Regions from separate parts of the Mus musculus genome. Here region 2 is linked to region 1. The links are chromatin contacts, called in public Hi-C maps. All regions are on one chromosome and are shown on one strand. Each heading gives the region's core, a stretch centred on a gene start, on an enhancer-like site or on the middle of the called end of the contact. The rest is flanking DNA. Distances are from core to core; before and after follow the strand shown.

Region 1 (5,542 bases), core at 1,546-4,045:
ACAGGCCAAATCTGCTGGCTACCTTGCTTATAAATAAAGTTTCCTGGCTACACACACCCAGCTTGTATGCTGCAGGATCAGTGGAATGGCTGTGGTGGAGCCTGCATGGTCTGCAAAGCCTGAAACATCTATTACTTGTAAAGAAGAATGTGCTGACATTGATTTATTCCCATCCCTACTGGACAAATGGGCCATGCTGCCTAAAGAGGTCAAGTGACAAGCCAAAGTCATACAGTGAGCAGCAGTGTCAGGGCTATCCAGTGTCTTGACTCCTAGACTGAGGCATGCTCTGTTGCTTCCCATGATGCACTGTGGGAGGGTCTTAAGGCATGGACCTATCTTCTCTGAAGTTATCCATTACACATATACCTACAGACTCAGGATGGCAGGACAAACCTAGGAGCAAGAACATGCCAGCTGTGTTTGATCCTGGTGTTACAATGTGATTTTCAGTAAGTTGCTTAACTTGTTAGTCACTTCTGGTCACACAGGCCTAGCCTAACACTTTCCTTTTTCTCTAAAGCTCTGACATCTTCGTTTGCTCCCAGAGAAGACTGATACTGACATCCTTTCAGCCTCAGGCCTTTGCACTCCAGGTGGGAGTATTCAGATCCATGCAGTTGGTCAGACAAATAGACTGCAGGGGAAGGCCACATCTGGAGGCTGAGACAGGGTGGGTTAAGTGGGCCCTGTACAGAGGTGTAGGGTAAGTGGTCAGATGTCTTGAGTGGGGTATGAAGCCAGTAACAGATGCCTTTGTGTGGCCCTTTGTGGATGCCAAGGTCAGGTCCTTTGCACAGCAATGTATTCACTCCTGATAAGGGACTCTTGGCGTTTGAGATGAGCAAACAGCTTCAGGCTCATCAGTCCTTGCAATAAACTGACATGACAGTGAAAGGACTCTGGACTCTTAGGGCTGGACCTCCTTGCACATTTGTCAGGCTCCACCTGGCTCTACCTACCTGCTGAAGAAAAGCAACAAGCCAGTCCCTGGATGGACAGGAAAAGAGAAGTCTGAATACAGGTTGCCAGGAGAGCACATTATGTGGTGTGGAACCCGATTAGGTCTATAGGGAAGGGAACTAAGGCAGAGAACTTCCTCTAGGAGACTAGGTGAACACAGGTCTGGGCTGGAATCAGGCTCCACCTTTATCCGCTCTCTGAGATTTCCACTGTCTACAGTCTCAGGCAGGATTGGTGGGAGGTCATCATGAAAAGGAGACTCTTGCAGGAGAGCTTAGGAACACAGAGTCCCTGGCGGGGAGGCCCAGGAACTAGAAGGTGGAGCAGGTCATCTAGCTTATCCCTTCTAGTTTCCTCTCTCCACACCAGGGAGCCTTCTCTAAGGCATGCCAACAACTTCAGTACACAACAGGCATGAAATAAACACAAGTCTTCCTCACAGCCTGGCAGTAGAAGATCTATATTAATGGCACACTCGGGAAGCTTTCTGCTTCTCCTCTGAGTCCTTGCGCTCACATCCCTGCTTCAAATGGTGTGACATTCCCTGATATGGCTGTCGTGGCTGAGGATAAAGGCAGAGGCAACCTGATCAGTCTCTCCCAATTCCTCTAGCACATGTTCCTTTGTGACCACTGGGCTTCTGGTGGAGCCTCCTGAGGATGTGGCCTGGCTCATGGGCTCACAGTATGACAGCACTTTGGTGTGTACTGGCCGCAGTCTGTGGTAAACCACTTACTTCCTCTAAGCTTTGATTTCTTAACTGCAGAGTGAGAGAAAAGCACCCAGATCTCCCCAACCCACATACACCGTAGAGCTTCTGAAGCCACAAAGAACCTCGTGTTCTTTCCACAGACGTGGGTCTTTCTTCCTCATAAAAAACCCACCCAACTCTTTTGAGTTTCTTTTCTTCTATATGTGTTCACGGGTCAGATCACAGGCTTCCAGGCCCAGTCACTTGCTGAGTCCCTCTCAAAGAGAGGACTCAAAGGCTGAGATGGGGCCCATGTACTGTGGGCAAGCAGAAGAGGCCTAGAGCCATTGCTCTGTATGGTAGGCAGCATGCATCTGTCCCAGGGGACATAGAGCCAATCATGTGGTCAGTAGGATTTGTCATAGGAAGTGTCCACAGGCCAAGAAGTGGTTACTGCCACCCCCCCCCCCCGTAGCTTCCTCTATTTTCCTCATGATGACTCAGTGAAAATCCCCCATTGGTCCCATCCTGACTGCCGTGCAGACCCATGGCAGTGGGCTGTGTAACAACCACTGGCCCAGAAGCACAGGAAAGGTCTCCAAGCCACAACAGAGGTTCATTTGTCCATGAGCCCCTGGTTCTCCAGCCTTCCTCATTAAGGACAAGGATCCTGTAGACTACAACTTGTCATAATTGTGGGCTTCTTAAGGACTGGTCAATTTGTTCATCCTGAGAACACTAGGAATGGGGGTGGGATCCAAGTCAACTGGAGCCTGTGCTCTGGCCATATGGATGCTCAGACACCACAATGTCACAATTACAAATGGGCATGAGGCCAGTATTTTGAGCTGTCAGAATACCTACCAGAGCAGCCTGTAAACTTGATCAGACAGTCTTCTTGGGAACTGATACCTGAACTGAACCCAACCAAAGTATTTCTCTCGCTCCCCCTCTCTGCCTCTGGTGGTTCCAACAATGGAGTCCACGGTCTAGTTCATGGCAGACTAGCACTCAACTTTACAGCACAATTTTTGTCACATCAATATTTTCAAAAGTGAAAGCAGGCCAGGGGTTATAGTGAGTGGCAAGCATGCTGGGGCTTGTATCCTGGCCCCACCCATCTCCTTCCTACTTCTGGGTGAGGTCATGGTACACTTGTGAGCACCTTGTGGGCAAGTACTTTAATTAGAGAGCATTCTGTGAGGCACGCTGTGAGTGGGCACTCTGAAGGACCACACTGAAAGCACACCCTGTGAAGGAGCACCTTGTGAGGGAGCACAGTGGGGGGAGGGCTCTGTGAGTAAGCCCTCTGCACCTCAAGTCAAACAGCTCCTACCATGTCCTCTAGGCCAACAAATTCTCCTACCGTTGTAAACAGTGCTGAGGAGAACAAGTGCCTACCTGCAGCTCTGTGTGTGAATGAGCCTATCTACAGAGAATACTCTAGAAGTCAGGGTCTTGAGACAAAGACTGCATTTATTTCTAATGAACTGTAAAGGATAAGAAGATATGAGCCAAACAAGGAGGAGGACCCATGAAGAGAGAGAACATGGGTGTCCAAAGGGCAGTGCAGGTACATGAGGGGAGCAGAGACTGTCAAACAGTGGGATCAAGGGCAGGGAGGGCTAAGATACTCAGTGGGTGCAGCTGACTCAACTTCAGGCTCAGAGCCTGAGTTCCAATGAGGGGTGAATAAAACCCTGGCTTTGTTTGTTTTGTGTTTTTTGAAACAAGGGTTTGTTTTATAGCCCAGGCTAAACTGGAACTCATTATGTAGATAATACTGGACTAAGAGTCACAGTGCTCTTCCTATCTCAGCCTCCTGAGTGCTGAAATTACAGTCCTCAGCTACTATGCCTGTCTGTTTAAGTGAGGGAATAGCAAAGCAGTACTGTTTTTAAAAGACTGTGGCAGCTGTGGACAATGGAGTCCCATCTTTCTGGAGGGGTCATCAGCACTGGAGGGTCCTGGACTGCCCAGGACCTGGGAGCTACAGTTACCACAGAAGCTCACAGGCTTTCTGACAGCTCTCTGATGGGCCTGCACTGTCCGCACGTCATCTGTGCCCACCATCATGAACTGATAGTTTTGGAGACTTTTCTTCCCATAGAGTCCTCAGGTTCCCACTTCTGGAATGCCTTTTCCTCTGCTCTAGACAGCTGCCCCTCCTCCGCTGCCTGCAGCTGCTTCTTGAGCACATCTGAAGGCAGAAGACCTGATCTCCATTAATTAAATTTGCCATTAAAAATTAAATAATGTGAGTAAGAAGGTGTGAGCATTATCTCTGTGGGTTTCAAAAGTCGCAGTGTTTCTTCAATTACTTCCCAAGCAGTTTTCATATTTCATACTGTCTGATTTCTCCAAGGGCCTGGATTTGCAAGATCAAAAGAGAGTGTGAGGGTGAGAGAAGCAAGGTGGGAAGGCGGGAAGGGGAGGATAGCATCAAAACATGTCGTGGGCAGGAGAGATCGACCTGCTATCCCCAGGCAGAGCTAGGAGAAGCAGCAGAATGGAAAGATGTAGGGGCACAGAGGTTGGCAGCAAGTCTCCCAAGTGCAGGTCAGGGTGAGGCCCATGTGTCCATGTATATGACAATGGATATGGAAACAAGAGCTTACCCTATATGCCTGGAAAAGAGCTGCTCCTGGGCCAGAGCCCTCAATACAGATACCTAGGCCAAAAGCATTCAGGAATGATCTACTAAGGAAAAAGAAAACAGGGCTGGGTGTCATGGAGACCCAGCTTGAGAAGGGTCATAGCATTAGAGAGAACTCAGCTGATATCACTATGGAGAAACCATGCAGGGCCATGTAGGAACAGAGTGGGCTTCTGGTGTTCAGGTCAGGACCTCTCCTCCTAGTGTGTGTCCTGGGCAAGACTTGCATTGCCATGTCCTCTCCTCTGTACAGTAAGATGATGGAGTAGTCAGCACAGGCTGGATGGGAGTGGGGGCAGGGCAATGCATTATAGAATTACACAATGCCTGGCACACACTGGACACTCAATAAATGTTTTAAGAACTTAACAAACAACGCTCACTTTATGCATATGAACCAACAAGGCCAGCAGAGTGTGGAAGAATTCTGAGAGCTGAGGAGTGAAAGAAGGCTCATCATAGGGCTTTTAGTCTCATTTGCTCATGGTCTATCCCCAGAGCCTGTGAGAGGGCCTGATACAAGAATTGCTGAATAAATTAAAACCAAGGCCAGAACCATAAGAGTGATGCACAGGCTAGTTAGGAGGAAGACAGTTCCTAAGCTCCAGCTCTGCACTGGGTCTGTACTCATAGATTTAGCAGGCTACTGCAGACCAACTTGGGGTAGCACATGGTATGACCAGGGCACAGAAGACTAAGGCATGGCTTGGGGAGGGCAGGCAGATTGAAGCTCAGGGACTTGGATTCCTGCCCAAGTGGTGGGAGTATTTTAACACAAGCTGTGGGAGGATGCAAGAGGCAACAGTCACATGTGTGCTGGCCTTAGCAGCAATATACACAGAATCAATATCCAATGGGGGTGAGAAATATGTCTCCTCAGAAGGTTCACTGGTCTTCCTTGGCCAGGCACTATTGTAGGGATTGCCCAGCAGGCCAATTTGATTCCCAGAAAGCTCAGAAGAGTTATTCTGAGGTAAGAACTTAGCAGATGAAGAAACTGAGGAGGCCCAGAGAGGCAAAGGGACAACCAAGGTGAAAGGACAGGAGGTCAAAGAGCAGGGTGGGACAGGCCAGAAATGGATGCAAACATGTCCAACACACCATAGTTCCAACACACCACTTGCTTCTTTTGTACATTCAGTAAGCATATATTGGGTGCTTGCTATTTGCCAAGGCTTGCCCTACAAGCAGTGAGCACAGCAGGCAAGGGGATGAAGTCCTTGTTCCACAGA
Region 2 (5,542 bases), core at 1,753-4,252, 220 kb after region 1:
TTATAGTGGGCTGGGCTATTTTGTAACTGTGGGGGTGGAGTCTAGCCAGAATGCCAGGAGCTTGGGATATTGTCTGTGTGACTAATAGTCACACACCTCTCCTGTGGGGGCTGTGGGGGCAGTAACTTGGACAGGAGCCAGGGGTCCAGGAGACATGATCGAACACCTTCCGTTCCATGTAGGTGAAAATCATCACCCATCGGGTCCCCTGGGGTTCTAGATCTTTGCTCGACTGGAGACCAGGCTGTCTGTGCGCAGCTCACTGCCCCAAAAGAGAAGCTTTTTCTTGTAGTGGATAGTAATTAACACAGCAACCCACACAACAGGGCAATGTGCAGAGAGAGAGAGAGACATTGGAGCACTCAGTTCTAAATGGGATGGCTTCAGCAAACCCCTCCCTATGAGGTTCTATGCAGAAGAGAAGGCAGAAGATTGTCGGAGACAGAGGTGAAGGACAATTCCAAGAAAACATCGTCTTCTAGGCACAAGACTGATGCACATATGAGCTCAGAGACTATGACACCATGCACAAGGCCTGCAACAGGTTCCAACAGATCCCAGGGTCTTAAGCTGTGGGTCATGACCTCAAGTGACATGACACAAAATGTGGGGTGTATGACAATTTTGACAGCAGTAAAAGGTTTCTGAAGGGGGCTGGAAAGATGCTGAGCAGCGAAGAGCACTCACTGTTCTTATAGAGAACCTGGGTTTGGTTCGCAGCATGCACATGGTAGCTTCCAAGTATCTGCAATTCCAGTTCCAGGAGGTCTGACACCACGGCTGACATCTATGGGTCCTTGTATACATGTGGCATACATACATGTACTCCACACATTCGAGAGCTACCCTCCTACATTTTCTGAGGTTTGTGAAAGCCCAACAACCAATTCAAAATCAAAACACAATGAATCAAAGGTGATTCTGCCAGTTAGGCCTTGCCAGTGTTGTTACCTGACTTCAGTGAGACAGCCTCGGTTTCAAACACAATGCATGCGCGCCTGTTGCCCTGTGCATGCCATCAAACCTGCACACAGCCCACAAACACTGCCTGAAACACCATGCCTTAGAATGGAAGACGGCAATACTGTGCAAGGCAGTGTTCTTAAGTCTACAGCAGATTTTTCTGTTGCTATAAAAACGAATGATTTAATTACAGAAAACAAAGAATTTTAATATTTTCCTCCCAGCGTTCCTCAGCATGTAAGGAACAAATTAGTATATATTTAGATTTGTATTGTGTTAGAATGTTTGATTTCAAAAATTGCTATTTGAGCTGCATACTTAAGTTTCATAAAAAAAAAATGTTAAATGAGTGTTGGCTTGGGATTAGAGCAGAACTTCCAACCATTTCTAAGATAGCTCTAAACACTCTTTGTATTTATGCAAAGCAACACTCTCGGTATTGACAATTATAAAATTAAAATATTGATCAATTATGAAAAACAGTGACAATGTTCTACCTTCTATGGTATTGAATTTTCAGCCAAGATTTGTTTTATGTAAAAACAAACAACCCTATCCATCCATCTCATTAGAATGTAAATTTGCTCTCATCTTTAATAAAGGGTGAAATTATAAAGGTACCTAAGATTTTCCTAAAAATTAAATTCATTATGATTTATTACCAGTAAATGTTTGTGAATCTGTTGAATGTACTTTTGAGATCATGTGAAATCATTCAGGTTAAAAAGGGTTGCAAGTGAAAAAGATTTGAGTTTTAGTAGGGTCTTCTAGGGTTCAAGGGTTGGTGATAACAAGTCTGGCTCAAATGTTTGAAGCAGCCCTGGTTGAGCCTGCCCTTCAGACAGGCACCAGATACACTGGCCATGCAGTTTTCCTCAAGGCCTCTGTGGAGTGGGCGTTCCAGACCACAGGTGCTAAGGATAGTCCAGCTAACTGACTAACAGTGGCCACTAATTAGAGTCCGTGCCTCTGCTCATTTACAGGAAGCTGAACTTCAGAAGGGCTGCTTACAGCAATAACTTTAAAACGTGAGCCCAGGGAGAGGGCTCAGTTGATAAAATGTTTGCATACCGCCTGTTCTTATTTGACCTTCTTTCCAAATGGTTCCTGTGTTGGGGATGGCTTGAGAATCCATTGTGCCCTAGTTATTTCCTGTTGCTGTGATAACAACACTAACCAAAAACAACTTAGAGGAAGAAAGGGTTTATTTGGGAAAAGTCCCAAGTCACACTCCATTATTGGGGGAAGTCAGAAAACCCAAGAAGGAGCAGAAGCTGACTGCTGCTCGTGGGCTTGCTCTCGATAGCTCACTCAGCATGCTCTCTTACCACCTAGGACCACCTGCCCAAGGGTGGCACCCCCTCCCCAGTGGGCCTGATGCCACCACATTTATCATTAATCAGAAAATATTCCACAGGCTTGCCTACAGGCCAATCTGAAGGAAGCATTTCCTCAGTTGAGTCTCTTTCCAGGTGACTCTAGTATGCTCCAAGTTGACAAAAACTAAGCAGTACACTGTCACAGTGAATTGCTGAGGGTGTGTGTGGGTTGAGGGGTTGGGGAGGTAGTAACCTAGGAACCTCATATTGAAACTGAATTGCAATAGTAATTTTTATTCAGCTTCAGTAGTGCAAATTAAAAAAGAATCAGTATTTCCTAGACAAGGTTTTTGTCACATTTTCTGAAATAAAGTGGAGACATCTACCCTTCCTGAAAAGCACCTATTTTGAGATTGGTGGAGAATCAGGAGCGGAAGGAACTGTAGAGAGGCCTCTGGGTGTCAAAAACTGTGGTAAAACGATAATGAAAACAGTAATTACAAGAAGAGCAGAGCATACAAGCTTGATTCCGCACCTTTGAAAATGGCAAGTGACTGCCACTGTGCCACTGGGTGGTAGACAGAGTAGTTTGCAGGCTCACCAGGCTGAGCTAAGGGGGCGTAGCTTAGCCCTGTGGAGGCCTGGAGGTGGGGCAAAGTTTTCCCGGGGGCGTGGCCGGTCGGTAGGCGGGCCCTCTCCGTGGGTCGCGCGGTCGGGGGCGTGGCCCCGTAGCTGTCCGGTGCGCCCGCGGCCAGTGCGTAGCGTTCTCAAGTTCTCAGCGGCTTTGCCGGCGTCGTCCCCTAGGCGGCCGCCCGCGTCCCGGTTCCTCAGCAGGCCCGGCTCGGCCCGGAGCGACAACAAAGCCCTGGAGAAGCCACCGTCCCCGCCGCCGCCTCCTCGGGCGCAGACCTCGCCCGGGCTGGGGAAGGTTGGAGTCCTCCCCAACCGCCGCCTGGGTGCTGTCCGTGGCGGCCTCATGTCGTCGCCACCCGGCCGCCGCGCCCGCCTGGCCTCCCCTGGGACCAGCCGCCCGTCTTCTGAGGCCCGCGAGGAGCTGCGGCGCCGCCTGCGGGACCTCATCGAGGGCAACAGGGTGATGATCTTCAGCAAGAGTTACTGTCCACACAGCACGCGGGTAGGCGGGGCCGGCCGTAGCAGAGCTCTGGGGCGTGGCCTGATGGGCAGGGTCTAAGCAATCCCGGTGGGAGGAGGGAAGTGAAGGTGAAGCCAGGACAGGGTGGGCCGGGCGGGGAGGAGCGTCGATAAAGAGGCTGGGTAAGTTTGTGAGCCGGATCTGGGGACTGATCAGAGGTCTGAGCAGTGAGCCGGGCGAACCCCGGGCTCAGTAGTTAGCGCCTGGTGGGCGGGGTCTGAGCAAGGTTGGTGGGTGGGGCGAAGCGGAGGTCTGTGGAGGGTGCTTGATGGGCGTAACCGGAATAGGGTCTGGGCGGGGCTCATTGGGCGGATTGGAACCGTGGAAGGGGGTCCTGGTGGGAGGGGCTAATAGGGAGGGTCTGAGTGGAACTCTGTGGGTGGGACCTAGTGTATGGGGGGTGGGGGGTAAGGGAGGGTTTGGGTGGAACTTAGTGGGCGGGCGGTCCTGCGCTGACATATGGGAGGTGGGCGGGGCCTGAAGGTGGACGGAGTAGGGCTTTTGTAGCACTTTCCCAGGTTTCATTGCCTACCTTCTCTGACTCACTACGGGGTCCCGGGAGGTTGCCATCTAGGGAAACATTTGCTTTCCAGCCTGATAATGGGCTTTAGTTAAAAAAAAAAAAAAAAGAACAACCAAAAAATATTTAAAATTGTTGTCTTATTAAAATAGGATTGCGTGGCTAGCTGAAGCTGGATCTAGATCCCATTTGTTAACTAGCATGTTTGGCTCCTTGACCAGGTTTCAGAACTAGCAGGGAGCTTGTAAGATGAAGGTAGAGGAGGTTTTAAGAACCATGGAAGTCGTGGCTAGTTTAAGCTCTGTTGCACACTCTGTAATTTGGGGCTGGGTGGGCATTCGACATTGTTTTCATATTATGAGATAAAAATATTCTTATTGAAATCTTTGGAAGGAAGATGCAAGATGGGGCTGTTCAATATCTTGATGTTTACTTAACATTATGAGAAAGTTGAAACAATAAAGGCCAGGTGTGTAACTTAGTGGGAGCAAGGCCCTGGCTTCCATTTCTAGCACAATTTAAATGAAAAAAAAAATAGATGCTTGGGCAGAAGGATCATGTATTCAAGGCCAGCCTGGGCTCCTATTAAGAGTGCTACCACAAGAAACGGGATGAAATGGTGCCAGCTCCAGGACCAACGTTCCATCCCCAGAACTCGTATTAAAACAGATGGCATAGTGGAGTGCACTTTACCTCAGTGTAAGACAGTGTAAGTCCAGGCTACACAGCCTGTAAGCGTCAGGCCAGTAAGAGGAGTTACTGGAAAGAAGGTAGACAGACAAATCTTTCGAGAATGATAGCTGAGGTTGACCTCTGGCCTCTGTAGCTGCAAGTGCACCTGCATGCAAAGATACACACAGACACAGTCACACATACATTAAAAATATGCATTCATTTTAAAAACTAATAAAATGTGGATGGCAGCGTGGAGACTACAGGCTGCTTCCTCCCTCCCCCCAGGGTTAGCCACATTCCTTATTCACCTGGGAGAGGTACCTGATGCTGCTCTTCACTAACAGAGCTCTGTTCTTTTGGCCTGCATGGGCCTTATGTGAGTCGACTCACATGTTTTACAGCTGTTTCCTCTGCAGTTTGGCTTGGGGACTCGTGCATGTTAGGACCTGTGGCTCTGTCTCATTACCTCTCACTGCTGTGATGTTCCCTAGGCTAACAATGAACTTGGGGTAATCCTCCTGCCTCGGTCTCCCAAGTGTGGGGATTATAGCATGAGCCACTACAACTGGCTTAATATTTTGATCTTAAAAGCAATATGGGTAGATACCTTTCTTTGGACACATCTGGGAGCACACCCTGGCCAACTTACCTAATTGCTTTTGAGCCATATGTGATCTTTGCCAAAAGCCCAGAAGCGATGGGCGTCTTTCATTGATTCATGGAGTCATCCCAGCGGCAGGGCGTTTTCAAGTATACTGATTTGGCCTCTGGTGGTGAGTGTGTCCCTGTTCTTGCTTTCCAGCCTTGCTGACAGCTGCTGTGTTCCACTTTTTCAGTTCTGCTAGGTAATGCTCTTCCGTTGAAATTTTCATCTCCCTAATGAAGCCTACGTGTTATGACTGCCTTGAGGAG

Evidence for each region. Hi-C and Micro-C count contacts between places; a contact is called where the count stands out from the background.
Region 2: a contact with region 1 is called in a Hi-C map of the MNK3 cell line, with 3 times the contacts expected there. The contact joins the promoter of Txnrd3 here to the enhancer-like site in region 1. A contact is called at or near these places in 2 of 39 promoter capture datasets (3T3-L1-derived adipocytes and hippocampal neurons), 1 of 15 datasets of contacts at CTCF or cohesin (large pre-B cells), 2 of 484 Hi-C or Micro-C datasets (B cells and the MNK3 cell line), 3 of 115 datasets of contacts at active chromatin or transcription factors (extraembryonic endoderm stem cells, pancreatic cancer cells and trophoblast stem cells) and 1 of 9 other capture datasets (adipose tissue).

What each region holds. Positions count from the first base shown.
Region 1 is chr6:89,420,041-89,425,582 of GRCm38.p6, forward strand. The region is part of intron 5 of Chchd6 (coiled-coil-helix-coiled-coil-helix domain containing 6); the gene reads right to left. Among named protein-coding and RNA genes, the nearest start is that of Gm52910, 11 kb to the left of the region's middle. Within about 2 kb of position 2,796, at least 134 of the 459 cell types and tissues checked have an H3K27ac peak or open chromatin away from gene starts, as enhancers often do. A contact at or near this core is called in B cells, the MNK3 cell line, adipose tissue and 1 more, where this site is marked.
Region 2 is chr6:89,640,986-89,646,527 of GRCm38.p6, forward strand. It overlaps Txnrd3 (thioredoxin reductase 3), which reads left to right and starts at 3,003. Exons shown (of 16, transcript NM_001178058.1): 1 at 3,003-3,417. The coding sequence starts at 3,148.